2 separate regions of the Rattus norvegicus genome follow, and region 2 is linked to region 1. The links are chromatin contacts, called in public Hi-C maps. All regions are on one chromosome and are shown on one strand. The core of a region is the stretch at or near the end of the contact, and the rest is flanking DNA. Distances in the headings are between cores, read along the strand shown. Region 1 overlaps LOC134485126 (a long non-coding RNA gene). Region 2 overlaps LOC102546680 (a long non-coding RNA gene).

What was found. Hi-C and Micro-C count contacts between places; a contact is called where the count stands out from the background.
Region 2: a contact with region 1 is called in a Hi-C map of the A7r5 cell line, with 6 times the contacts expected there. The contact joins two enhancer-like sites. A contact is called at or near these places in 3 of 12 Hi-C or Micro-C datasets (the A7r5 cell line, the Rat2 cell line and Schwann cells).

The regions. Positions count from the first base shown.
Region 1 is chr1:128,468,052-128,475,841 of GRCr8, forward strand. It overlaps LOC134485126 (a long non-coding RNA gene), which reads left to right. Exons shown (of 3, transcript XR_010063023.1): 3 at 3,078-3,641. It also overlaps a transcript of Tjp1 not described here. Among named protein-coding and RNA genes, the nearest start is that of Trnap-agg47, 100 kb to the left of the region's middle. Within about 2 kb of position 3,225, at least 10 of the 93 cell types and tissues checked have an H3K27ac peak or open chromatin away from gene starts, as enhancers often do. A contact at or near this core is called in the A7r5 cell line, where this site is marked.
Region 2 is chr1:128,593,174-128,600,963 of GRCr8, forward strand. It overlaps LOC102546680 (a long non-coding RNA gene), which reads left to right. Exons shown (of 3, transcript XR_010063025.1): 1 at 1-1,537; 2 at 2,278-2,460; 3 at 2,565-4,112. Among named protein-coding and RNA genes, the nearest start is that of Tars3, 27 kb to the right of the region's middle. Within about 2 kb of position 2,873, at least 10 of the 93 cell types and tissues checked have an H3K27ac peak or open chromatin away from gene starts, as enhancers often do. A contact at or near this core is called in the A7r5 cell line, where this site is marked.

The sequences.
Region 1 (7,790 bases), core at 1,975-4,474:
TTCCCAAGTGCTGGGATTACAGGCATGTACCACCATGGTCTAGCTATTAAATTACTATTTTGAGAAATCTATAAAATGGGTTGGAGAGATGGCTCAGCGGTTAAGAGCACTGATTGCTCTTCCAGAGGTCCTGAGTTCAATTCCCAGCAACCACATGGTGGCTCACAACCACCTGTAATGGGGTTCTGGTGTGTCTGAAGACAGCTACAGTGTTCTCGTATACATGGAATAAGTAAAAATAAATCCTAAAAAAAAAAAACCAAAACTATAAAACAAACTAACAACCTTCTAAGCTATAAATCCAAGAACGGATGACCTCCTGAAACGATGGGGGTTGTTGTTCATGTAAGATAACAAACCATGTGTTTTCACTTCTGTAAACAAGGTTGGTTGCACCAACTGCACAGGAAGTGCTTGATCACAGGTGGCATGAAGCACTTAAGCAGGATGTTGCTTGTTCCCGACTGGACAAAGGCAGGAAGCACATAGCCTTGTGGGTTTTGCCTTTGTAAGCACCTGATTTACAGAACTTGTAGCCATTCTCTGGGAACCCCAGGTGTGGATCCAGCAAGTGTCCACCATCCCGGCCAGGATTTAGTAAACTTTACTTCAAATCTGGCTCAAAAAATGGTGGTAGTGATCTTATTCTTGCCTGTTGGGATCAACAGAATCCAGAGGCTTGCTGGCCCAACCCGTGAAAGAAAGATGACAAATCACATAAGACTATTTTTAAAGACAGTGAGATTTAGTCAAACAGAGAAAAGTATAAATCCTGGAAAAACTGAAGGTTTCTGGAAAAGAAGACAAGGGCACCGTTCCTGGAGGCAGGACAGGGTGGATGGGTTACAGGAACATTCTAGTCAGAAGGAAAAAACCTGAGATCCCAATAGGGACACTTCAAGCCAACAGGGTCAGGACTCCCCCAGGGCTATGGGTAAATTCAGTAACTTAAGCTTTAGGGCCTGTTAAAATTCACCTAAAGTCGTTACCACACACATTTAGCGGTATCCAAAGGCTTGCTAGAAAGATCAAAATCTTTACGTCTGTGCTGTGGTGACCAAGATAAGTGCTAGTGACTGCCTGGGGACTGATGCAGACAGGTGGGTATATGTCCCCTGTAAGAATGCTTCTGCACTGCCAGGCCAAGTGCATAACTGCTAGCTTCAGATACAGAATGAGCAGCAGAACAAAGCAAGGTGAGACAGCCCAGCCCAGGTCTTCCTACCCATCTTACTAGACAAGGCGTACGGTGACTCAGTGTTTTACTTTCTTTCTTTTTTTTTTTTTTTTTTTGGTTCTTTTTTTCGGAGCTGGGGACCGAACCCAGGGCCTTGTGCTTCCTAGGTAAGCGCTCTACCACTGAGCTAAATCCTCAGCCCCTTTCTTTCTTTCTTTCTTTTTTCTTTTTCTTTTCGGGGCTGGGGACCGAACCCAGGGCCTTGCGCTTCCTAGGTAAGCGCTCTACCACTGAGCCAAATCCCCAACCCCGTGACTCAGTGTTTTGTGTAACTCATATTAAGTTTGCTTAGAGAGGCAAGGGTGGGGTCTCCTTGGTCCTCCAAGCTGTTCCACATCTAACCCAGACATCCCCTCTGCCCTATCAAGAGTCGGCCCCACCTTCAGCAACACCAAACCACAACACTAATAGTGACATCTTTGTGTCGCCAACTCAATAAACTAGGGGGGACAAGAATGACCTCTAGCTGTAATTACTCTTTAAGAAGGATCTAAAATGGATGAGTAACAATATTTTTTTTAAAAATAGACATTTACCTTCCAAGCGTATGCGTAACTGAAGTCCATTATTGAAACATTTGTTAACTTCAAAAGTGGTTTTCAACTTCAAACGCAAACGTGGGCTACAGGCAAAAGCTAATTGCAAGCTTGGTTATTAGCAGGGTGTGAGAGGTGAGGGGATGGGAGGAAGGAATGCTTGCAGAAGGCTTTTGTTCAGCAGTGGATTTCAAAATATCCAAACACAGTTAATTTCTGAAATAGCCGAGAACTTCCTGCACATTAAAATAAATCAGGGCACTAAATGCAAATGTCTTTGAGGTCCTATCAAAGCGATTCAGAGAACAGGCCTCACTTCCTCCCTTGCAGGTATCCAGAGCATGACAGTCAGGGAAGAAAAATGAAGTCACAAAACAATCCCCTCCCAGGCCTCTCAGTCCACATTCCACAGATGTTTCTGCTCTTCGAGCAAATGAACCCTCTCTGTGTTCACACCCACCAGCAACACTTGTAGATGTCTTGGGTCGCTGTAGCATTTAATTCTCTGCCTCCACAATCACCTTCTCTTCCTCCCAAAGATTCTTTATCCTCAAGCTTCTTTAGATACTCTTTTTTTTTAAAAAAGAAAGTCAGTTGATTTTTTTTAAAGACTTATTTATTTTATGTGTATGAGTACACTGCCACTGTCTTCAGACACACCAGAAGAGGGGATCAGATCCCATTACAGATGGTTGTGAGTCACCATGTGGTTGCTGGGAATTGAACTCAGGACCTCTGGAAGAGCAGTCAGTGCTCCTAACCGATGAACCCTCTCTCGCCGTCTCTCCAATCCTCTTCTGCTATTCTAACCGAATTTGAATTCTTCATGTTTAGTTTGTATACATTTTATTCGAGTTATCACTAGAGACTGCATCTAGCATCTAGTTTCTGTCTCTCCTCGGATGAGTCACTACCTTCCTAAGTCCTTGAAATTAACAGACACTAAAAAAAGAAAAGGAGAGGAGAGGAGAGGAGAGGAGAGGAGAGGAGAGGAGAGGAGAGGAGAGGAAAGGAAAAAGAGCCGGGCTTTAATGGCACAGTTCTTTAAGCCCAGCATTCGGGAAGCAGAAGCAGGCAGGCAGGTGTCTGAGTTCAAGGCTAGCCTCATCTATAGAGTGAATTCCAGGCCAGCCAGGGCTGCACAGAGTCATGAAAACTGGAGCAAAGACAAATCAAATGCCTACTGAATCGTCCGTGGCAGCTCCAAACAAGCGCAAAAACGGTGGCTGCACCATCTGTTTGGTAGTCTTGACCCACTCCCTTCTGCTCACTGGACTTCTAGGCTGTTCTTATCTTTTACACAGAGCCCGAGGCCGTGGTCCCTTCTGAGTCACCTGTCAAGCTCCACCTGGGCTGTGATATGCCCTCACCTAGAATCACAGCTCTCTTGTCTTTTACTGCACTCCTCTTCAAAACCGGTCAAGCCAGCATTCCACTGCTGATTCAGAAGAAGGGCATGGCAGAGTCAGCCAGCTCCCTCCACAGCCGTTCCTGTTCCTGTGAGACCCCAGGCTATTCCCCTCCCTCCATCTCTCAGCAGGACTCTTTTTTTTTTTTTTTTGATTCTTTTTTTCGGAGCTGGGGACCGAACCCAGGGCCTTGCGCTTCCTAGGCAAGCGCTCTACCACTGAGCTAAATCCCCAACCCCATCAGGACTCTTACTCTTTAGAATATCCACTCTCCCTTTCCAAGCAGAAATCCACTTGGTGAAGCCACCTTCCTCTCACCTACTCCTCTCTGGGGCATTCTCTGTTCCCCTTTCTGGAGACTTTGCATATACTCATCTGTCCTTACCCAGAAGCACCTGAGTCCACCGTCCATGAATATGATTTTTGAAAGGTCAAAAAATTAAAATCGTTTGAAAGTCAGGCATGCTTGCATGTAGTATGTATGTATGTTTGTTTGTATGTATGTATGTATGTATGTATGTATTTGTATTTTACACCTCCAGAAGAAATAATAATATGTTCATGAACTTAATTAAACTAAAGCCTGATGCTTTATTGGTAGCAGAGAAGGCTTCACAGATGCAATGCAGTGATTCACCCCTTCACAGGGTCAGGGTCACCGACAGTCTATTAAAGCTCCCATTTACTTGGTATATTATCTGCCTTCAGACAAGCACAGGGCCGCTTAAATCCCCACTCACCCACTGCTGTCAGCAACTTAAGTGGGCAAAGGGTCACTACTTTTTACGTCTACACTAAAGTCTACCTTCTATGAATTCAGTACAGCTGTGATGGACGACAGCGGCAACGAAATAGAGTGTCTTAGACCAGACTGTTTCAGCAGACAGTCGAACCACACATGCTGGAGAGTGCTGCCCCCCTGTGGCTGGCTGAGAGGCCGCTGCAGCCGGCCGGCCTGCCCTTGGGGCCCACTTCTGCGATGATCACACCAGACTCCTGCTGAAGGGCTGAGAGATGCGCTGCATGGTAGAAGCCTCTTTCCCAGGCTCCGTGTCCTGGGCGATGTGAACACACAACCTGGGTATCCGCTGGAGTGTAGACAGCCAGCTTGCCCTACAATCCCTTAAGTAAGGCTCTCCATAGGGCTGCAGTAAAAAAACTGGAGTAGTCAAGTTCTTAGCCCACAGTGAGGGCCAATTTACATGGCGTTCCCTCCTGTCCACACATGTATCGTGCGTGTGCTGCTTCGGTGCATGAGAGCCGTTAGCTAATATTAAATGTCAAATATGACTGCTCTTGGTACTGACAGCCCAAGAGGCTTCTGGGAACTTGGGGTCTTTGTTGTTTTCTCTGCACTGAAGCCCCTCTGTAGTCGGGAGCCTTCCCCTCACCTGTTTTTGGGGTAGGGCTTGTCTCCCCTGGAATGTTTGCAAACTTTCTAATTCTAATTCAAGGTACTCTCTTACCCAACCCCAGAGAGTCCACAGACATCACACAGTCCCCACCAGGAGCCATTTCCAAAGTTTGTACTGGGTACTCACAAGGCCCCAGAACCGGCCCTCAGCACACTGCATCTGAAGGCAGGTTGCGATGCTAATGAGTCACACTTGAAGGTGGGAAAAACGACATTCTGGCTACATAAGTGCTGTGGCCTGATATCTGCCCCATGCTCTTTGTAAGTTCAAATCCCACCCCCAAGGTGAAAGAGGTGATCGGCATCAGGAGGCGGGGCCTTTGGAGGTGACCAGGTCAGGAGAGCGGAGGCCTCATGGGTGGGTTCCGTGCCCTGATGAGCAGGCTTAAAGGAACAGGCTTGCCTCTTCTGCCACTTGAGGATGCAGTGAGATGTCCATGAGCCTTCTGGAGGTGGAGCTCAGTGGTAGAGCACTTGCCCGGCACGCACATTTTCTTACAGTAGCCTGAAGACCCACACGCCCCACGTTTGAATGTCAGTCTTTGTAAACACAGCCGCTGCCCAGGCCTGCTGGTGACTGTAAAGCTGGAACCATGAACAGGTCAAAGGACTGCCCAGAAGACTGAGTCCTAGAGCAGTACCCAGGGCAGTCTGTGGTAGGCCTTCTCTGGGTCGCCTGTGAGGATGTAACTAGGGTGAACTTGACATTACACCCTCGTCTTGCCAGAAGAAAGAAGACCATTCTGTTAGTTTGTCTTCTTAGCCCCACTCTAAGCTTATAAAAACAGCTGGGGCTTCCCAGCACGTGACCCTTACTCTCCAACAGGCGGTCGGCTCCATGAAAGGTCAGCTGCACAAAATATAGAATTTCTGCTCCCTCGAAACAGACAGACAAACAACAACAAAAACAAAACAGCATGCTTTTTGCATCAAGGTGCAAAGCTTTAGCAGCAAGGTGATGCTAGGTACTCAGGAAGTTGAGGCAGGAGGATGGTGAGTTTGAGCTAGGAAATTGTCTTAGTTGTTTTTCCATTGCTGTGATAAAAACACACCTAGGCAACGTATAGAAACAAAGGTTTAATTTGGGCTCACAGTTCGAGAGGGTTATGTCCATCATGGCGGGGAGCATGGCATGAAGCAGGCAGGCATGGCACTGGAGCCATGGCTGAGAGCATACATCCTTCCCGACAAGTAGAAGACAGAAAACATAGGCTTTTGATACCTCAGAGCCCACCCCCAGTGACACACCTCCTCCAACAAGGCCACGCCCCCAATCCTTCCCAAACAGTTCCACTGAGGAGCTAGTATTCAAACATATAAATAGCTCAGCGTGGCAGCATCTGCTTAGCCCGTGCAGCACCACAAAGATGTTCCAGCAGGCCCGGGGGGTGGGGAGGATGATGGAGAGATGCAGGCAGCCTTCTGAGCCCCATCTTCCTCTCCAGCCACAGCAGCTCTGCTTTTTCTGTTCTGCTGTCTGCTGAGATAAGTTTACAGATGGAAAACGATGTTTCCTAAAGCTTCCCTGTTTCACTCTCATGCTAGAAGCCACATGGAGTTCAATTGCTCTGGTTCCAGTGGTGGGATAAAATATGTTTCAAAGATGAATATAACTGCATATACTTTCTATTTATACTCAAAGTTCTCTCCCCGTCTCTGTGTCTGTGTCTGTCTGTCTCTCTCTCTCAGTAAACAGTAGCACTACATTATTTGTTATGCTTCTTAGGGACTATTTAGTCTGTTCAATAATAAATGTGGAGGGGTTGGGGATTTAGCTCAGTGGTAGAGCGCTTGCCTAGGAAGCGCAAGGCCCTGGGTTCGGTCCCCAGCTCCGAAAAAAAGAACCAAATAAATAAATAAATAAATAAATAAATAAATAAATAAATAAATGTGGAAATCGAATGACCCTGCTCACTGAGCGACAAATGCTATCACCTCTGCATAGCCAAATAGTTCACACTACTCAACAAAGAACTTCTATAAGTTAACTCATTCCACAACACAAAGACATTCTTCTCACGTTTATATTTTTAACCTTCTCCGGCCTGGCTGCTACCTCAGCAAGCCCTGCCAGTCACCTCCAGAGACCCCACCCTTTCCACTCACAATGCTAAGCACAGCACAGGGAAGCTGCGGGTCACCAGAGTGGCCCCCTGAGGGGCAGTCAGGTACAAATGTCAGAAATGTAAGACAGTCAGAAGTGAACGGCATCAGTTTGCAGATTCCAAAGCAGCGTCAGCTCTCTCTGTTCTGTGACTATAAGGAAAAAATTATAACTTCTCTATGAGAAAAAAAAAAACAAAAAAAAAACCCAAAAAACAAATGCTTCTCGGCCTCTCCAGATGGCCTTCTCTGATGCCTGCTGCTCCCACGCAGCTTCTGCCCTGCTCCATTCTGAGGACAAGGTTTCTGTGGATCAAGTCCTCCCTTTCAGAAACTCTCCACTTCAGCTTCTTCCTGTTCTCCCTGTGCACATCCTCAGTCCGCCCCTCAACTTCTGATGTCTGTCTGTGGCTCTTACACTAGCCTTCTAAGTTCAGCAGCCAACGGGAGAGAAAAAGCTGAGCTACTGTGGCTGGAGGGAAAGATGGGGCTCAGGGGGCTGCCTGCTCCCCCCACATCATCCACCCAGTCTGGGGCATCTTTACAGGACTCCTCTGCTCAGAACACCCAACAGGAGCCTTGCGCCAATTCTCAGCTCCACCTTCTCTTCTCTGTTCCCTCAGCCCCAGAAGCACCTCTGCAGTTCCGGGCCCAATAAAGTCACGTGACCTTCCGATCCTCTTCCGCCGCAGCCTTTTTTTTGTGATGTTGTCTATACTGAGCGGCTCTGAATGCTCAGTTATCTCCTGAAGTACCTCGCACCACTCTCGCTGTGACACGCATGTGTTTATGCTCTCCGTGACTGTGACCAATCCAAAGGCGGGCAAGCAGGTGATGGTGGGATGTGTCGGAATTGTGGGATGGGAGCCCCTGCTCAACTAAAATGGGCGAGGCTTGCACGCGTTCGAACTATGAGGCTGGTGCCTTAATTTATATGCAAGGGCTGGGAAAGTCAAGCTGGCTGGAGAAATGGTGAGGGAGAGCTGGTCTCCAGCCCAGACAAGCAAACTGAACCTAAGCACTAGAAGGGATCTGGGTCTACCAAAACACGGTGTGTTATCAGATCACCGTGACAAAACAGGGGCGGCCAG
Region 2 (7,790 bases), core at 1,623-4,122, 120 kb after region 1:
GCAAACAAACAAACAAAAACACACTTGATTGGAAGAGGGACATGGGTGTGGATGTAGATGTAGAAAGAGCAAGGGCATCAGAATGGTAACAGGGCTTCCTGTATTAAAAGGAACGTGGACTAAGCAGCCAATGCACCAGCCACTTTGACATTATTTTAACTCTCCATTTCTTAGTACTGACTCCCCCTTGCCCACTTGTAGTTTACCATGGAAACACATTCTTAGGTGAGTAACAGGGCTCCTCTCCTCAGACTGGAAGACACCCAGAAATGACTTCTTTAATGCCAGGGGTTTGAGTATTTTGTTGTTGTTTTTTGACTGTTTATTTGAATGCTCGCTACTTCTGGCTGTTCCTCAAAACATGTGAGAAGTCACTCATGCTGAAGCATCTCTGCTCAGAGAGTGGGCCCAGGAAGGTAAGGACCTTGTGATAATGAGAATCAGCCAGCAAATTCTTCATGGGGCGTGTCGTAGTTGGCCAAGTGTTGGGAGCTAACCCTTCCTGGGTGATGAGATAGCGTTGAATTATGGCTCAATCTTTGCTTCCCAGCCAGCATTCTCTCACTGGAGATGGCTACATGGATTACCTCATAGTCACTAGGGTGGTTTGAAAGGAACTGGGCTGGTAGGTTTGTAGAGAGGGCATTATTAGGAGGTATGGCCTTGTTGGAGTGGGTGTCTTATTGGAGTGGGTGTGGCCTTGTTGGCATAGGTGTGGCCTCGTTGGAGAAAGTGTGTCCCTAGGGACTGGGCTTTGAGGTCTCTGAAGCGCAAAGCAGGCCTGGTGGCTTATATATTCTTTTTCCTGCTGCCTCTGAATGGTTTAGATCGATACTCAGCTATCTCTCCAGCACTGTGTCTGCCTGACCGCAACCACGTCTCCTGCCATGATGATAGTGAGCTGAAAAATGAACTCTGAAACTCTAAGTCAGCCTCAATGAAATGTTTTCCTTTACAAGAGCAGCCGTGGTCACGGTGTCTCCTCCCAGCAATGAACGGTAACTAAGGTGGGCACTGAGACAGTCCCTTGGCAGGAGACAGGCATTGGTAAGTACTGAAGTACACAGCCAGGACAGGAACTATGACCGGTAAGTTCTATAGTTATGCCACTGCTGGGAAATCCTCTGCTTCCTTTTATCTGAGCCCCTAGCATTGCCAGCATGCACTCTGGTATCTGGGTTTATGGAGCCTTGGGCTATTTTTAAAGTTTAAGCTTGTTGACTTTAATGTACTATCTGCCCTTGAGGGTACGAACCATCATTAAAACATTTTTTAGTTAATATTTTGAGACTATCATATAGACATACAATATTTTTTACTACATTTATCCCCATTTCTACTCCCAACTCATTCAAGACTCATTTCTACCCTTTTCCAACTTTGTTTTTGTCTCTCCCCCGCCCCCACATCTCTCTTATCTCACCTAATCCAGTGTATTCTGCCTTTAGATTCATGGCCATCCACTGTGAGTGCTTGAACTACCAGGGGCCACACCCTTAAGGAAAACCTACTTTTCCTCCTGGAGGAGCCATCAACTGTGAGTAGCTCCTCAGCTAGTGGGAAGGACTAGCCCTGCCCCACTGACCCTGCAGGCTGATGGACTTGGTCAGGTGCAGGTCTCCTGCAGGCAACTCAGCTCCCAAGCACAGTGGTCCTGTTTGGGCCTTTGACTGAGTCCTCTTGACCTCTGACATTTCCTATGACTGAGGAACCATCCTTACACTTTGTGTTCACAGATTTTGTAAGAGTACTCAGAAAACAGGCATTTGGAATTTTTACTTTGAAAACAGTAATACACACACACACACACACACACACACACACTACACACACACATGCACACACACACACATATGCAGAGAGGGAGAGAGAGAGAGAGAGAGAGAGAGCGCACTTTGGAGACCTCAAAGTTCACCTTCTAATCAACAGGACTTTCTCCAACAAAGCCACATCCAGTCAGTAAGGCTGCACCCTCTTCAACAAGGCCACACCTCCTACAGTGCCCCTCCCTATAAGCCTATGAGGGCCGTTCTCTCTCAAATACATACATACATATATATACATATATATATGTATATATATGGTTGCACTTTTAACTGGAATACATATATTTGTACTTATGGTAAAAGTATATAAGGGATTTCTTTTTAAGGTACTGAGCTAGATGTTTGAAGGATGTGCTCTTTCATGAAGGAGGTGGGAATAGATGTGAATGTAAGCATACTTTTCAGCTGTTTAATTTTGCATTTTAACCATTCAATGTGTTCCTCGTTGAAGAGATCCTTATCTACATAACCAGACCTCTGCATTCCTGGGTTCTGTACCCATTCGTGTAAACAACTGTGGATTGAACACATTAAAGGAAGAGGCTGTGTCTGTCCTGAATGTGGATAGACTTTCTATTATCAATTGTTCCTCCAACAAGAATAGTATAAAACCATTCACGTTGCATACAGCATGGTAAGAGATGATTTAAAACGTATAGAAGGGGGCTCAGTAGTTACCTGCAAGTGCTGTGTCGTTTTATCTGGGTTTTGAACACTGATGGGTTTTGCTATCGGTAGAAGATCCTGAAACCATCTTTTCGCCTTTGAGCTGATGCACATAATTCAAACGTCGGCTGCCTAGAGGAGAAGCTTCTGTTCTGGGGGAATTATTGAGAGTGGAACTTGGAGAACCATCTCTGTGTGTGACGCATTCATCATAAATGAGCTGGGAGCTTCAGCTACGCATCTCAGACCAGAATAAAAATGACCTCATGTAAATAGTATGGAATTTTTTTCCAATGAAAAAATGACCCAATTTAGCAGTGCACAGTGAAGTTAGCTTCCAGTGCTCTCTGGTCTGTATGAATGGATTGTTTTCCTGGGGAACTGAGCCACACTAAGGCTGTCAGAGGAACCACTGGGAACTGCAGTGCTTGGATTAAATGGGGTATCGGCCACAACCTGGTTGCTTGAATCCCACTGAGAAGGACAACAATCTTCCCAGGCAAGACTTAGCAATGAAAATAAACAAGCCTATGCCATCAACTACGTCTATCAGAAAGAATGGCCAACTTCATGTTTCTTCAATGCCATCTCTGTTTTCTTTGAAATTTCCTAGTGGGCTACGAAAATTATTATTTCAAATCCTTGTGATGTTTTCTTTAGCTCTAAGGCAGTTGTGAAAGAAAACGGGGAGTCTGTGGCTCTTTTCCAAAGTCCATGTTCTATTTAACCCAGAGAACAGACATAACCCACGAGTTCTCGTTATGAATCAAAGGCTATCATTCCTTCGAAACGGGTGACTTAGCAGACCCAAGTCAGAAGATTTGTGCTGATAGGAAGGGCAAGAATGTACTAAGAGGAATTTATTTTTTTAAAAAAAAAATCCGCTGCTAATGTCAAGCTTGAACAATGTGGGATTTAACAGTACCATCTAGTGGTGATGTACCGCCATCCTTGTGTTAAGTGAGGACCGTGGTTCATTTGTGCCTGAGACTCATGCATCCAGTCAATAGCTTATCACACACACTGACTGTAAACTCAGAAGCAGAAAGGCCATCTTTTATTGCTCTAGGGAATGAAGTGAGTTGATATAAGGAACATACAGGAGACACCTGCAACTCATAAGATATAATATTAAAGTTTCAATGCTTCCAGGGCTCAGCATAGTCTGTAACAGGCTCTCAATAAACTATTTTTAAATATCAAGTAAAGTGCTATAGCAATTAGTTCTGGATTCATCCATAAAAGTCTGGTTACTGTGTTCTTGTGTTCTTTCTTTCTTCCTTCCTTCCTTCCTTTCTTCCTTCCTTTCTTTCTCTCTTTCTTTCCCCCTGTTACTATGAAAAATTGTTCACTGTGTATTTCTTTCAGTAAATGTAAGCCCCCCCAATAAACTTTTGGCATGGTGTGTATTGCTGAGAAGTGATGGCCTTTAGTGGGTAAGGAGGCTGGATGGGAGCTTTATGCGGAGGGCCTGAGCTGGGGCTAAAACCCAGGCCTTCACAGTGTCAGGTAGGCAGTGCTCAACTTCCCTCTGTGCTCAGGAATGTTTTTAAGGGAACAAGTCGTTGCTCACAAGACAACCTGAGGGTAAAGGTGGTAGAGTTAGAGGTGATTTGGGACAAATTCAGATAAAAAAGGCACTCGATACTTGGTTTGCCAATGTGTGTAATTACTATAAGGATGGGATTTTAAGGATTGCAGGTCTAACTTGCTTAGGTATAAATCAACTTCGCAGGGCTGGGGGTGTGGCTTGCTCAGTGAAGCTGTTGCCGTGATGCGTGAGCTTGTGAAGCATGAGAACTGATTCCTTGGGACCCACAGCCAAAGAGCTAGGGCTGCAGCTCACACCCCTAACCAATGCTGGAGAAGAGACGGGACAGGAGGATCCTGGGCCAGGGGCTGCTGGCTACCCTGCCTAAGACTGCCAAGGACTAGGTTCAGTGAAGGAGCTTTTCTCCAGAAATAAAGGGGAGTGATGGAGGAAGGCACCATCTATGTCTTCCCTACACACACACATGTACACACACACTCACACACACACCCCACATACACACACATCACACACTAAACACAGACACACTACACACCACACACACACATACACACACAACATAGACACATACCACACACTACATACACACACACCAAACACAGAGACACACTACACACCACACGCATATATGCTACACACACACACATCACATACACACACATCACACACTAAACACAGACACACTACATACCACACACACACATACACACACAACATAGACACATACCACACACTACATACACACACACCAAACACAGAGACACACTACACACCACACGCATATATGCTACACACACACACATCACATACACACACATCACACACTAAACACAGACACACTACACACCACACACATACACACCAAACACAGACATACTACACACCACACACATATATGCTACACATGCGTACACACACATACACACACACATACACACACCCCACATACATACACATCACACCCCAAACACAGACACACTACACACCACACACACATACACACACAACATAGACACATACCACACACTACATACACACACACCAAACACAGAGACACACTACACACCACACGCATATATGCTACACACACACACATCACATACACACACATCACACACTAAACACAGACACACTACACACCACACACATACACACCAAACACAGACATACTACACACCACACACATATATGCTACACACGCACACACACACACACACACACACACACACACACACACACCATATACAGAAAGGGGGCCATATCCACACAAAATAGGATTCAATGTGAATTTATAACTTTATCTTTCTTCAAGTGTTGTTGGTATATGTGTGTGTGTGTGTGTGTGTGTGTGTGTGTGTGTGTGTGTGTGTGACACTGACTCTTTGGTATATATGAATCTACAATTTAGATGACATTATAAGAATAAAGGGTCTGAAAAGAAAATGTAAATGTGAATGCTCGGGTGTGTGCACCGTGTGTGTGCATGAGTGTGTAGGGGCTCACAGGCACATGCACACACTTATACGTGGAGACCAAAGACTGGTGTTGGTATCGATCTCACTCTCCACTTCATTTCCTGAGAAGGTCACTTGCTGAAGGTGACACATTTTGCCAGTTCAGGCAGCTGGCTTGCCCTGAGAATCTCTACCTCCCAAGCACTGAGGTGACAGGGGAGACCTCAGGCTTCCCCAGCTTTTCTGTGAGTTCTGGGGACTAGAGCACCTGTCCTCAAACTTGCCTGCCAGCACTTTATCTGCACAGGCACCTCCCCAGCCCATCTCATTTGTTTCTTTAGGATCCTTTTTCACATTCTGGTTTCCTTAGGAAGAAAGAAGAATGCCACTGTTCAAATATTTCTATAAAAGAGCAGCGAGCGACATCAAGATAATAGTTTTCATGTCTGAAATAGCCCGACTTCTAAGTCCCACTACTTGCACAGAAATTAGCTACAATTACATGGCCTTTGAGGAGACCAGGGTCTCAGAACAGAAATTCTGCGGCTGCTAATGACAGATACAATTTCCCTAACAGAACTGTGAATTCCTTTAGGGCAAGCTTTATTTTCTGTATCCTGGTTGTTATCCATTGTCCCCCGGGATGTGTTTGTGGCCAGTGGCAAAATATTAGCCAGCTGCTAAAGCAGAAAGGAAACTATTCGCTCGAGTAACATTCTGAGTAGACCCAGACCCGGAGACAGCCTGTGCCTTCCCTGACACACAGCCCTGATTCTGCTCTCTGGGGTGGGCTGTGGCCCTTTCTGCTGCTTCTTTCTTAGTTAATGTTTTGTTTGGTTTTTTTTTTCCTACAAATGCCCACACAGCTGCATCAGATCGGCACTGTGTCCTTTCAGTTTAGTCCCAGCTGCCACTCTGAGAATCTCCTCACTAGCATCAGAGCCATTCTCCACATGGGCTTGGGTTGAAGTCTTCCTTTCCTCTACTTTGGTTTGTCTCTCATTGGGCAGTGCACCCCCTTCATTCACGTGCTGGTAGAAGACGCTGTGCATACAAATGCTCACATGCTCCTCTAGCCTGCCTCATACCTTGCTAGCAGTTTAACTGATTTCAGAATGACTCCTTTTTTTTTTTTTTTTTTTTTTTTTTTTTTTGGTTCTTTTTTTCCGGAGCTGGGGACCGAACCCAGGGCCTTGCGCTTCCTAGGTAAGCGCTCTACCACTGAGCTAAATCCCCAGCCCCCGACTCCTATTCCTTGAGTTTGGTCCTCCATCTTTTCCTGGGCACAAAAGGAAGCTACCCCTCCAGACCCTTTGCAATGGGATGGCCTTCGTTTAGCTAATAAAATGATGAGCAAAGTGTATTGTTTTCAGATCAAGGGCATTGATACCTCAGTCTCTCCAGCCTTTCTTTCCTAGTCTCAGGATTTCTGGGCTGCACATTTAAAGGGAACATACTGAGACGGAAGGAGCCTGGAAACCAGAGCCGCAGGACAGAGGAGGGCAAGGTGCTCACTCACGGCCTTTGTATCCACTAGAACTGAGAGTCCTGCTAATCTATAAAGGTGTCTGGATTTTTTTTCCTGTCCCAAAATACTGTTAGTAAAATTTTAATCACTGTGACATAGTTCAAGAGGGAACACCTCAAAGCAGGTTGACTTTGGCTCCTGGTTTCAGAAGGGTCATTTCACATTTTGCTCCCTCCCGTTACTTTGGGCCTGAAATGAGACAAGAGCATCCTGGGAGTGGGGGTAGGTAGATGAAGAGGCTTTATACATGATAGCCAGGAAGCAAAGGGAGAGAGAGAGAAAGGGCAGGCAAGATACATCCTTCAAAGACACCCTGAGAGTGCTCTACTCCCTCTAATCAAGCCCAAACAGCCACAGTTCTACTACCTCCTGAAGTCTGTTCCGGTTTTGAATCTATGGATGTATTAATCTACTGATAAAGGCAAGGTCTTCTTGGCTCGTTCATTTCCCTAAAGCCTAAGCAGGAGCAGGGCCTGGACTGGGGACTGAGCCTTCAGGGGAACGGCTCCCATTCAAACTGTAACACATGTTGCAATAGGATAAGTGCTTCTAAGGGGCAAACATATATGAAGAAAAATTCAAAGCACTCCTGAAAGACACGAGAAAAACGCACATGGGTTGGGGCCTTCTCATCTGGTGAAAATACCTCATCCTTGCACCACGGAATGATGGAGGAATAAGAGGCCAAACACCTGCTTTCAGAACAACCCCAAGCTATTTCCACTTGTGAGGGTAAAGTGTTCGGGGTCTAATTACATCACATT